Linked DNA regions of Triticum aestivum: region 1 is linked to region 2. A link is a contact called in public Hi-C data. All regions are on one chromosome and are shown on one strand. Each heading gives the region's core, a stretch centred on a gene start, on an enhancer-like site or on the middle of the called end of the contact. The rest is flanking DNA. Distances are from core to core; before and after follow the strand shown.

Region 1 (5,419 bases), core at 1,007-3,506, 790 kb before region 2:
GATCAGAGGACTAGACTACTATCCTGATCCTGAACTTATGCCACCATTGCATCGGATAAACGTCCCCAAGTCTCTGTGCAACCAATACATGCCCGGAAATTTGTGTGTAATCATATCTGATAGATTCTTTTTCAGAATTCCACAATGTGTAGACCAGTAAGGCTGGACCATGTTTCATTTGCTTCTTTTCTTCGGGACCTCTCGGATTCATTAGAGTGGCAGTCATGTCCTGGAATAATTGAGAGGGACCCGATTTTATTTTAGATTAGAAGAAGAGTTGATATGTCAAACACAAGTTTTGTTTAAAGCTCACAATCGACGTCGGTGATGGCTACGGTTTTGTGCGCGGTTTACTCAAAGCTAGAGAATGACAAGGATTGTGGAGAAAAAGTGTTTTTATCCTCATCTGCACCCGCCTTGACATATCCATAAGTTTTCTTAACTTGCTCGTTTATCACTCTTGCGTGTCAATATCCCAAATATTGCGGTTTTAAGGGTGCAAATCAGCTTACATGACCCATACAAACATGCTCAAACAAAATGTTTTTGTGGCTATGTGCCATGAAAAGGAGCAAACAGTTGAAACAAGATGTTGCAACCTTTGCTGTATATTTCTGAAATCCACAACGCATTCACAGTCAGGTACTGCTGTATCAATCAAATCAGCAAGCAAAAAACGGAAAACCAACGCCTTCTTCTGCTACTATGTCAACATGAACCTCCCCACGTCTACCTACCATTCACAGCTTCACGCTCTCGTGTGATTCTGTGAAGCATCGGATCAATTCACAACCGGCATCAATCAGTAGTACATCCATCCTAAATTTCATTTCGAAGCACACAAACCAAGAAGAAGTCGAAAAAGATTGGTGAAGAAATAAATCCTGTCGCGGAATGTACAGATCAGGTGATCTTGGAGGAGCTCCTGAAGCCTTGGATGAGCAGGCAGAAACCCTGCCCTGACGGCCCCTGCTTCTGTCGCTGGCCGCGCGCCGGCGCCACAGGCTTCTCGTGCTCCTTGTCGCTGTCGCCGCTGCTGCTGGCGGCGCCGTCGTCCTCCATCCACAGCCTCGTCTCCGACGCGCCGCGCGCGTGGAACGTGAAGACGGCGCTGGACGAGGAGGCGGACGGGTCGATCGCGTGGAAGAGCCAGCCGTGGAGGTCCCACGTCATGTCCACCGGCGCGCCGCCGTCCAGGATGAGGGTGTGGCTGCCGCGGAAGTTCCACCGCAGCCGCCGCAGCTGCACCACCTTCCGGCCGTCCACGGTCACCCACGCCTCCGTGTCGCCCTCCAGCCCGACGCCGATCTCGTGCTCCGCGCCGGACTCCAAGAAGCGCGCTTTTGTGGACCAGCACCCGCACCCGACGAACCGCTCCCGCCGCCGCGCCATCCGCGACTCGGCCACCGGTATCCCGCCGTGCAGCCGCTCCACGTAGCCCCGGCTCATGTCGCCGAGCAGGAGGACGAACTCGGCGTCGGCGACCACGGCGACGTAGAACCCGGAGACGGGCTCGGGCCCGGCGCCGTACCGCGCCGCCGCGTAGTCCCAGAAGACGCCCACCACGCAGCTGCCCGCGGTGAACGTCCCGCTCCCCTTCCGCCTGTGCAGGTGCCTCGGGGCGGCAGCGGCGGCCCGGTGGCGCGGGGCGCCGGCGTCGTGGACGGCGACGGAGAGCGCGGGGCCGTCCGGCGACCGCGCCCACGTGACGTCGACGAGCAGGTCCTTCCCGGACGCCGAGAGGCGCGAGCGGTACACGGTGGTGACCGCGCTGATCCCCGCCGCCCTGCCCCCGCCGTCGGCCGGCCCCGCCGCCGCCGCCGCAGCCGCATTGGCGGCGGCGGAGCCGGAGCAGGCGACGTCGGAGATCCTGACGGCGTGCTCGCTGAAGCACGACACCAGGTCCTTCATGCCCAGTCAGGCGTGGTTACGTACGTGCAGGCACGGCACGGTAGGAGCACTCGGAGGAATCGCTTTGGGGTTTGGCGACTAACCACTTTGGTGGCTAGCGCGCGGATGGCATTTTGCAGACGGCGACGGGCAACAGGAAGGGAATGAAGCAAGTTCGGTAATGGCAGGAGAAAGGTATCTCTTAATCGGGAAGCCTGAGCCTGACAGGCAATAGGCTGGTGCTCGCAAGCTAGGTATAAAATCTTCACTTTCTGCAGGGGTTTCCCCTCCAACTCCAACGGCTTTTGTGCTTGTGCTCGACCTCAACTATTAGTACTGTACTGTATTCCCTCCTACTAGTATGCTTCCTTGTGCTTTAGGCCTCCTTTGGTTCATAGGATTGGAAAATCATAGGAATAGGAAAGTCATAGGAAATGAGATGACATGCATCTCAAATCCTATGCATAGGAATAGAAAAAGAGATGCCCTTTGATTCGCACCATAGGATTTTTTCCATTGAGTCTAGGCTAATGTTTGTTTTCCTATGAAATGTGGAGGATAGGAAGAATTTCTCCATAGGAATAGGATTTCATTCCTACAAACCAAAGAGCTCTGAAAGAATTTTTCCTATAGAAATCCTATCCTATGAAAATCCTATAAAATTCCTCCAAACCAAAGGAGGCCTATAGTAGTAGTAGTTCTTCTTATCAATAGTAGTAGGTCGCTAGTGGAGAACAAATTCGATCGGTCCGCGCAAAGCAAATTCAATCATGTTTGCGTCATGTTCTTGCATTTCGTTCCAACTGCGAACGAACGGAAACGGAAACGGAAAAGGAGGCCTATGAAACAGAGTGGGTAAACGGAAGGAATAACCTATAGTCCTCATAGGCATAGCAGTCAGGCAGGGCAGGGAGAGAAAAAACGCATCTTCTTCTTGAGGAGGCCTTTACTGCTTTCCTAAATGGCCACTGAAACTTCCGAAACGAAACGGTCGGCACCTGTAGCTGTAGGGGCGAAACGGAAAGAGAGGGCAGCCGACTAGTCCATGCACTAGGAAGGAACGGACCCACCAGCCAAGGCAAAATCGTGTCGCGGCCATGCGCTACTCTAGTCTCTATGCAGCCAGCCATTGGGTCCAACAGCGACACGTGAGATCTTCCTTTGCCTCGGCAGCGACTGACATGTGGGGCTGCGGGCTTTGCAGGTTGTATACACAGTAAGTATATTATTTTGGCGCACGCGAACGCGTTAATGGAAGGGGCGCACTGCACTACCGTCATCTTCGGACTTTTTCACTGTTCTGTTCTGACCCTTTCAACAAACTTTGTCATAAAATGAACTCGACGTTTCTATGATGGGCAGCAACGCCAACGCCTTTGGCGTTTCTTACCTGGTCCGCAACGCTAGCCGCGTCGGCGTTTCTTCTTGGTTAGAAACGCTAGCTAGCTCGGCGTTTCTATGTTGGGCAGAAACGCCGCGGGCTGTGGCGTTGCTAAAAGGGTCAGATCGTGAAATACTTTTACGTCGAGTTCATTTTGTGACAAAGCTCGTTGAAAGGGTCAGAATAGTGATTTTGTCCGTCATCTTCTCCGGTCGTGTTGAGAGCACAAACTCCGTGGATTATTCTTTTAGATAGAAGACGTGCATGGTCGAAATCGAATCGCGTGATGGAATGAATGATCGGATACAGCAAGAAATCATTACAAAATCTGGTGTTCGCAGACACGACCGGCCGGGCCGGGGAGTCTGCGTTCAACAGCAAGCAGGACCATTTCGCACGTACACCTACCTACACGGTCACGCTCGTTCAAGCATGAGAAGGAGATGGCGTCTGTGCAGCTGCGGCCTGTGGCACACTATAACTGCACTGACCCGGGACTCGGGCCCCCAAAGCTGAAAAGGCCAAAGCAGCCGAGCAAGCAGACCCAGCGCTCGCGATCTCGCAGGTGTCAGGGCCGAGACCGGGACCTTCCCCTTCCATCACCAAGGCCGTCGGCCCCGCATGTGCCTGCGCGGAATTAAAATCGGGAACTGTGCTGCTGCAGATCTCGGAGCGGGGCTGGCGGGTAAATAAATTGGGAGCGGCGCTGTTGCTTGTGGCGCAGGGAACAGAGAGGGTGCTCCTCCTCCTCCTCCTCCTCCGCCGCCGCTCAATGGCGCAACAGTGCCGCTCCGCCACACCGTGGACCATCCATCGCGTCGCATTTGGATGGATGGGGCATTCCGGCGCGGAGTGGAGTTCGGTTTCGGCAGGCGAGGCGGGCACCTTCTTTTCTTGGCCTTTCCTTCCTTCAACCGCCCGAGCCAAGCATGAATCAAGCCGGCACGCTTCATCGTCATCGGGTAAACAAGTGCGGCCACGAAACGCCTTTTGCCCCTGCGAAATCAGCGCCGGAACCAACCAGCACCAACGAAACCATGTGACCGCCTAACCAGGCCGTTGGGACACGCAAGATTCATGTGCACTTGCAACACAATAAATTAAATCAGCATCTAGGCACCGCTCAAAAAAATAAAATTCTAGGCAAAGTACGATACTCCATATGTTCTTGTCCTGCTCCCCGATCCAATCATCCATCGCTCCATCTACCATAATCACTGCCCCTCGAGCGCTGACAGTAATTTGTCTTTTCTACTCGTGTACAACCAGATGCACCTTCTCATCTGTATATAGACTGGTTTCTGTATTCCTCAACGAAGTGGAGTTTCTCGATCCGAGCTCAAATGAGCTGAGTGAACAGTAAAGCCATTCAAAAAATCTGAATTATTTTGTGACAAACATTGAAAAATGTTCTAAGAGCCTGCAAAATTTCATAATAAAATCATATTCCTGAAAGGCATGGCAAAAAAAAAACCGTTACTATGAAAATGCTACTTTCGAAAGCATTTTGAAGCACTTTTTTTTGCCACGACTTCCACAAATGTGATTTCATGATGAAATTTTTTCAGCTCTTAAAACATTTGTCAATGTTTATCACAAAAAAATCAGTTTTTTTTGAAATATTTATATTTTACTATTCACCCAAGCTCATTTGAGCTCGGGCTGAGAAGGTGACTTTCCCCAGAACAAGCACTATGTATGTCCTTTCAGATTAGCTTCATTTGCATCGATTGTGCTTTCTTTTCCGCAATGCTAAAAATCCGATGTCGGATTTTAAGCATGCCAAATTTGAATGTTTTTTGGATGGCAAATTATGTGTCGAGCATGAAAATTCTCTTCATCAAACATGGCAAATCCTAGCAAAAAGGACTGAACATAAGAATTTTGCCATGCTTGCTGAAGGAAATTGCTTGGCTCGTGACACGTAAATTGCCATAAAAAATATTCGATTGCCATTTAAAAAAAATCTAAAATCAGATTTCTAGCAAGGTCATTTCTTTTCTACTTCACACATATACTCCCTCTGTTGTCTTTTAAGAGATTTCAGTGTGAACTACATACGAATGTATATAGACGTATTTTATAGTGTAGATTCACTCATTTTCCACCGTATGTAGTCCATATTAAAATCTCTAAAAAAACATATAT
Region 2 (5,462 bases), core at 76-2,575:
TCTCCTCGGTTACATCTTCAACAATGTTTATTCACACTTTGTGCAAGTTGTTCTTGGTTCTCTTTCCCTTCGTCACAAGCTTCTTCTTAACTCTCCTGGTCTTCTTGTGATTGCCCACTTTGTAGACATAACCATTGCCATGAAGTTTACCAAGCGAAGCCATATCTCTCTTGAACCCTTGGCATGTCTCTAACATCACATGTTCACTTCCATCTTAAGTCTGGATCTTGACATCTCCAATGTCATAGTGCACTGAGGCACATCGCCACCTTGATAGATCAGAAAACTTTATAGACTTGTAGCAAGTGATCTACTCGTTGTTTGATGCCACATGATAAGAGTTCACTATATCTAATATCCACGCTTCCTCACATAACCCACTTGATAGCGTAAGAAGGCAACCATCCCAATCACTTCTCGTAGAGGATGCTGGGACACTATGGTCCCATCGGTATTCCTCCATGTTCGACAATTCTTCCTTATGTGTCCCCAGTTCCTACAATGGTAGCATCGTGGCCCCCTTCTCTCTTTCTTCTTCACCATATCCTGCTTCCCACCTTGATAATATTGCAACGACTATCTCTGGAATGGATCAAAGGATCCAAATGGATTTGGCTCGGTGGCCCCGAATACTAGAAATGGAGTTATAGATAGTGGAAAATGGTTGCGGTGTTTTGCGTGATTTTGGAGTTTGATCTCTAAGCACTTACCAAAAACAACTATCACCATTCATACTTGATCCTTGTTAATAGTATTGTCATAGCTATGGACTCAATGTGATCTTGGATCGGTAAAAGATAAAATCTATGTCCTTAGCCTTGTCAATGCTTGTCATTGAAGAATTGGGGGTCACCAGCCATCTTTGTAGTTACATCTTTTGAGACATATCTAAACATACTTGAATGATCATTACTTCCATTACACATGTGTTCAACCTCACCACTTGACCCTCCGCCTACTCCAAGTCCAATTGAAGTCCTCTATCCATATGTTCCTCGTTGTAAGCTTGAATCTTGCAAGTTCAAGGATTTTGTTCCGCACTACTTTTCATAGCAATTTTTTTTAGAAAGGTTCTTCGTTTTTCTATATAGTGCATCAACCAAAGCGTGGTGCCAATTCAATGCAATAGAAATTTAATGGGCATGACTTTGCAATTATCAAATTTCTTTCGAGTTATATAAGACTAAGTGTATTTTGCCCTTAGTGGCGACCTTAATAAATAAACATAAACGTATTTAATTTGTGGAGGAGAGGCAATCGTGCTCCAATAATTGACAAGCCAATCACCAATGGTTACAATGTTTCCATGTGTGTGTCTGCCGTGCCGTTCTCATCTCACCTTTCTCCGGTACAAGTCACTTCCCAGTTGCTTCTGGCTTTGATTGCGCTTCTCACCTTTGAAAATTCGGTTCTCCTTGCTTTAATTGTGCCCTGCTTCGCCTTCGTCTCGGCTGGCTCTTATATGGCCATAGGACCAGCTGCACCTGCATACTGCATGCTCTGCTCTGCATGGACAGCCTCGCCGCCCGGCTCCCGTGCGCCTTGCCGCCGGCAGCCGTGATCCTTGCGCCCGCCGTCTGATCGCCCGGGTGTTTGGAGCTGTTTCTGCGGCAGCGCCTGCCGGTCACCGCCAGCAAGGGCGATGCCTCCTCACGCGCCTTCCTTCGAGAAGAGCTGCTCCGGCGACCGGCAAAGGCAGGAGTCAGGAGGGCAGCTGCTGCGAGGCCCGGGGCAGCGGTCGGCGTCGTTCCACGGGCGCGGGGCGGAGCAGCGGCACCAGCTGCCAAAGCAGAGGCCCAAGACGCAGCCGGACCTGCTCGCCGGCGTTAGGGGCAGGAGCTTCCGCGCCGCCGACGGCGGCGAGCCGCTGGCGGAGCTGGCGGTCCGGAGGACGCCGAGCAAGGTGCTGGTGAACGTGACCGTGCAGAGGAGCCTGTGGCCGCTGAACGTCATGGCGTCGGCGGAGTGGAGCGTGGCGGACCTCGTGGCCGCCGCCGTGGGGATCTACGTCAAGGAGGGCAGGCGGCCCTTGCTGCCGTCGACCGACCCGGCGACCTTCAGCCTACACTACTCCCAGTTCAGCTTGGAAAGTAAGTTAGTTGCATCTGAAGACCACAGTGCCCTTTGTTTTCCATTCCAGAATTGCACCACACAACTATCAAAGCGGAAAGTCAACCCAAATACTAGCATTAGCCAAGCTGGCGATATGCCGGCATGAACTCTGCTTGAGAATAGCCGGCGAGATGAATCAGAACATATTCAGCAAGCAATGCATGGGCCCACTGAGAGTGTCAAGTCGGTCGCAACAACCATTGATCCTTTAGGCGACAGTTAGTGAGCATCATCTGCATCATTCAGTAAGTGAAGGATCATTCGCTGATCATGTAAATGTTGTGGACTCATTGCTTAGGTTTGGACCCGAGGGAGAAGGTGATGGAGCTAGGGTCCCGGAGCTTCTTCCTGTGCCCCAGGTCCTCTTCGGCCGCCGTCCAGACCTCCTCATCTTCCTGCTCCTCCGCCGGCGCAAGCGGTGTCAGGAACGCCGGGGAGGCTCCTACGTCAGCAGGCGAACCGCCGGCCTGGCTCCGGTACATGCCGTTCTGGCCGACCATGTAGCGAGCTAGCACGTCATCATCCATGATGATCACTACCCACCCTCGGTCCATGTCTCGAATTGGTTTGGCACGCAGAGCTTCAGAGGATAAGACCGTAGCGTGCTGGTGCCTGATAGTATCTCATTGTTTAGGCGGAAGCGTCATGATCCACTCGGCTCGGCCACGCCAGATTCAGATAGTAGGAAATGTCAGGTGCTTGACTAGGACAGTTCCCGAGACCGTGTCCGGGCAATTAAGATTGTTATAGACTACAGGAAGCATGATGTGTAATTATTGAATTTTGTATCTGATTATATTGATGAAAGTAGAGGAGATTGACCGGCCATGTATGGATAGATCACATATGCAAGTGGGCAAGAAACTACGTACTACTGGCTGCTCTGAAAGTTGCAGATGCCACCGTCGGCACATTCTGCTGAACCAAAACCCACGAATACTCAATTTGCTCAACTGACACAACACCAGACAGCTAACAAAAGATTAAAAGAACATCTGAAATCACCTCTCGCAGTTCGTTGACAAATCTCAGCAGCAACACGTCAAGGTTCAGGAGTTCAGAATGCCAGACCGGCCACAGAAAAGCTAACAGGTTGCATTCAGTAAGGCGTTCTTGGTCAAACAATATTCGGTTCTCTAGCTGTTAATGTTTGATGTGAAAAAGAAATGACAACATCACACAGCACACTTGCTGGACAGCCATCACTCATTCGAGCACGTAAGGAAGAAAAATGCCTTTCTCCAATACAGTACAACACTACAGCTCAACAACAGCGCTACAAGTTACTACTAGAGCACAATACAACATTCTGATGACCTGACCTAACGCCATACGCAGGCATAAATATGACTTTATACAAAGGCTCTTCAACTAGTCTAACCATCACATTACAGACAGATACTACAAACAAACAACTTCTCATGGCAGAGCCGCTACAACAGATGTCACGCAACAAGCACCCGATGCAAATCAAGGTGTGAGCCTTCTCTCCGAGGAACATTACCCTCTCTCCCATCCACAAAGATCCATGCAATCAACGAAGATGCACGCTGCCGTGAGAGAATACAAATGTCCCAATGCTACAACACAGCTAATCGCCCTTGTGATTTAAGTTATCCTTCCTGACTGGTCAACTAACGTACCTACTTGGTCGCCACAAATAGCTCTGGACATGTTACCAGGCTCTAACATGTTAAAGATGACAACTGCAAGAAATGAACGCACACAAATCATCTTATGTATACTGCCAGAGGAGGCGCTAAACACAACTTTGAAATGAAAGATTCATAGAGAAACTAACCAGGAATATTGTTCTCCTCACAACATGTAATTGCTGTCATGTCCATTTTGCTGGTTCCTCTTGCTGCCAACTCCCTAAATGAGATGTGCTCAAATGGTGCACTGCCGTTGCTCCTAGGAGGACAACCATATTCATCATCTCCAATGACACCTTTAAGGACAACGTCTGCATTGACTGGTTCACAGCACATCTGGTTAGATTTCCTCTCCATAAAAGCTGATGTTCTCTTTCTCATAGAAAATAAGAACGGCAAAAAAATACACATTCAGGCAAGAAAAGATGTAAGCACAAGCTAAATACTGAACAGGCCTGTCAGAAATCACAGGATGGAGTTTGGGAGAGGATCAACCGACATACTTTCAGAAGCTCTCAGTGCAGCAGCTGTATCTGTTGTAAAAAGTGGATTTCCTGTACCAGCACCAGTTCCACCAAAGATAACAACTCTTCCTTTTTCCAGATGGCGTATAGCTCGCCGCCTTATGTATGGTTCTGCAACCTCTTGCATCATCAGTGCAGTCTGGACTCGTGTCTCCACACCTATTTTTTCTAGTGACGCTTGGAGCAATACTGCATTCATCACTGCTGCCATCATTCTGAAAAAAATTCATAGAGCACCATAAATGCATACACATGTAGCAAATCACGGAAAGAAAGCTAGGATCCACAGGAAAAGTGTAATGCAAGTCTGATGGTCAGAATTAATTCATGTTTTCTAGCTAAAGATGTAGAAAATAAGAACAAACCATATGAAGATTGAGCTCCATTAGTCGCTGTTTAGTAGGAAATCACAGATGATTGATTGTCTATTGAAACACTGAAACAATATGATGGGGATTGAAATGAAGAAGATGAAACAATAGCCTGCACCGTAGTTGTCACAGTCTACAGCTAAGGATTATATGTAGTAAAGATCAAAAGAACAAACCATAATTCTCGTATATTATTATTCGGGATCAGCGCCACATGAAATTACCCAACTTCAAAAAACAATGGGATAAAAGGTCTAACCTAGCCTGGCAGCTTGCTCGGGATCACCTACCACAGAGGACTGTCTAGTTGTACAATAAGTGAATTATACAAATAAGTATACAGGTAATAAAAAATATTTTAAACTAAAAGAACTAATTCCAGTTCTTAAGCTTGGTGAGTCACTGAAGCTCCGGCTATGTCTCTAATCATTTGTGGGTTTGGTGTAATGTATGAATACATACTGGTACTTGCAATATAGATGCCTGGTAGCAAATCCATGATACATTGAAACGAGCATGTGAAGAATAGTTCCAAAGTAGTTTTATTGACACGCAGATCAGACCAGCCTCAACCAATCTGTGCACAAAACTCAAGGAAAAGCTATCTATATGCTGCTTTATTTTCTAAAAGAAAAAAAAGAGTGATATCTTAGTATGCAAGCAGCCAAACTCTTTTAGTTTTGAGAAAGCTAACAATGACGTGATTCCGTGATGATTACCCAATCGGATGTGTTGAAGCTCTATCGGTGCCTGTGGCAGCAACCCAAGAGTCAGCGCAGAATACATTCCGACCTCCCATG

The links. Hi-C and Micro-C count contacts between places; a contact is called where the count stands out from the background.
Region 1: a Hi-C map of leaf shows a contact between it and region 2, with 2.5 times the contacts expected there. The contact joins the promoter of LOC123045380 here to the promoter of LOC123045377 in region 2. A contact is called at or near these places in 2 of 5 Hi-C or Micro-C datasets (both in leaf).

The regions. Positions count from the first base shown.
Region 1 is chr2B:450,375,618-450,381,036 of IWGSC CS RefSeq v2.1, reverse strand. It overlaps LOC123045380, which reads right to left and starts at 2,256. Exons shown (of 1, transcript XM_044468410.1): 1 at 591-2,256. The coding sequence starts at 1,911. The coding sequence ends at 904.
Region 2 is chr2B:449,586,074-449,591,535 of IWGSC CS RefSeq v2.1, reverse strand. LOC123045377 reads left to right here and starts at 1,325. Exons shown (of 2, transcript XM_044468405.1): 1 at 1,325-2,090; 2 at 2,411-2,957. The coding sequence starts at 1,643. The coding sequence ends at 2,616. It overlaps LOC123045376, which reads right to left. Exons shown (of 7, transcript XM_044468404.1): 4 at 5,382-5,462; 5 at 4,271-4,506; 6 at 3,914-4,087; 7 at 3,301-3,818. The coding sequence ends at 3,721.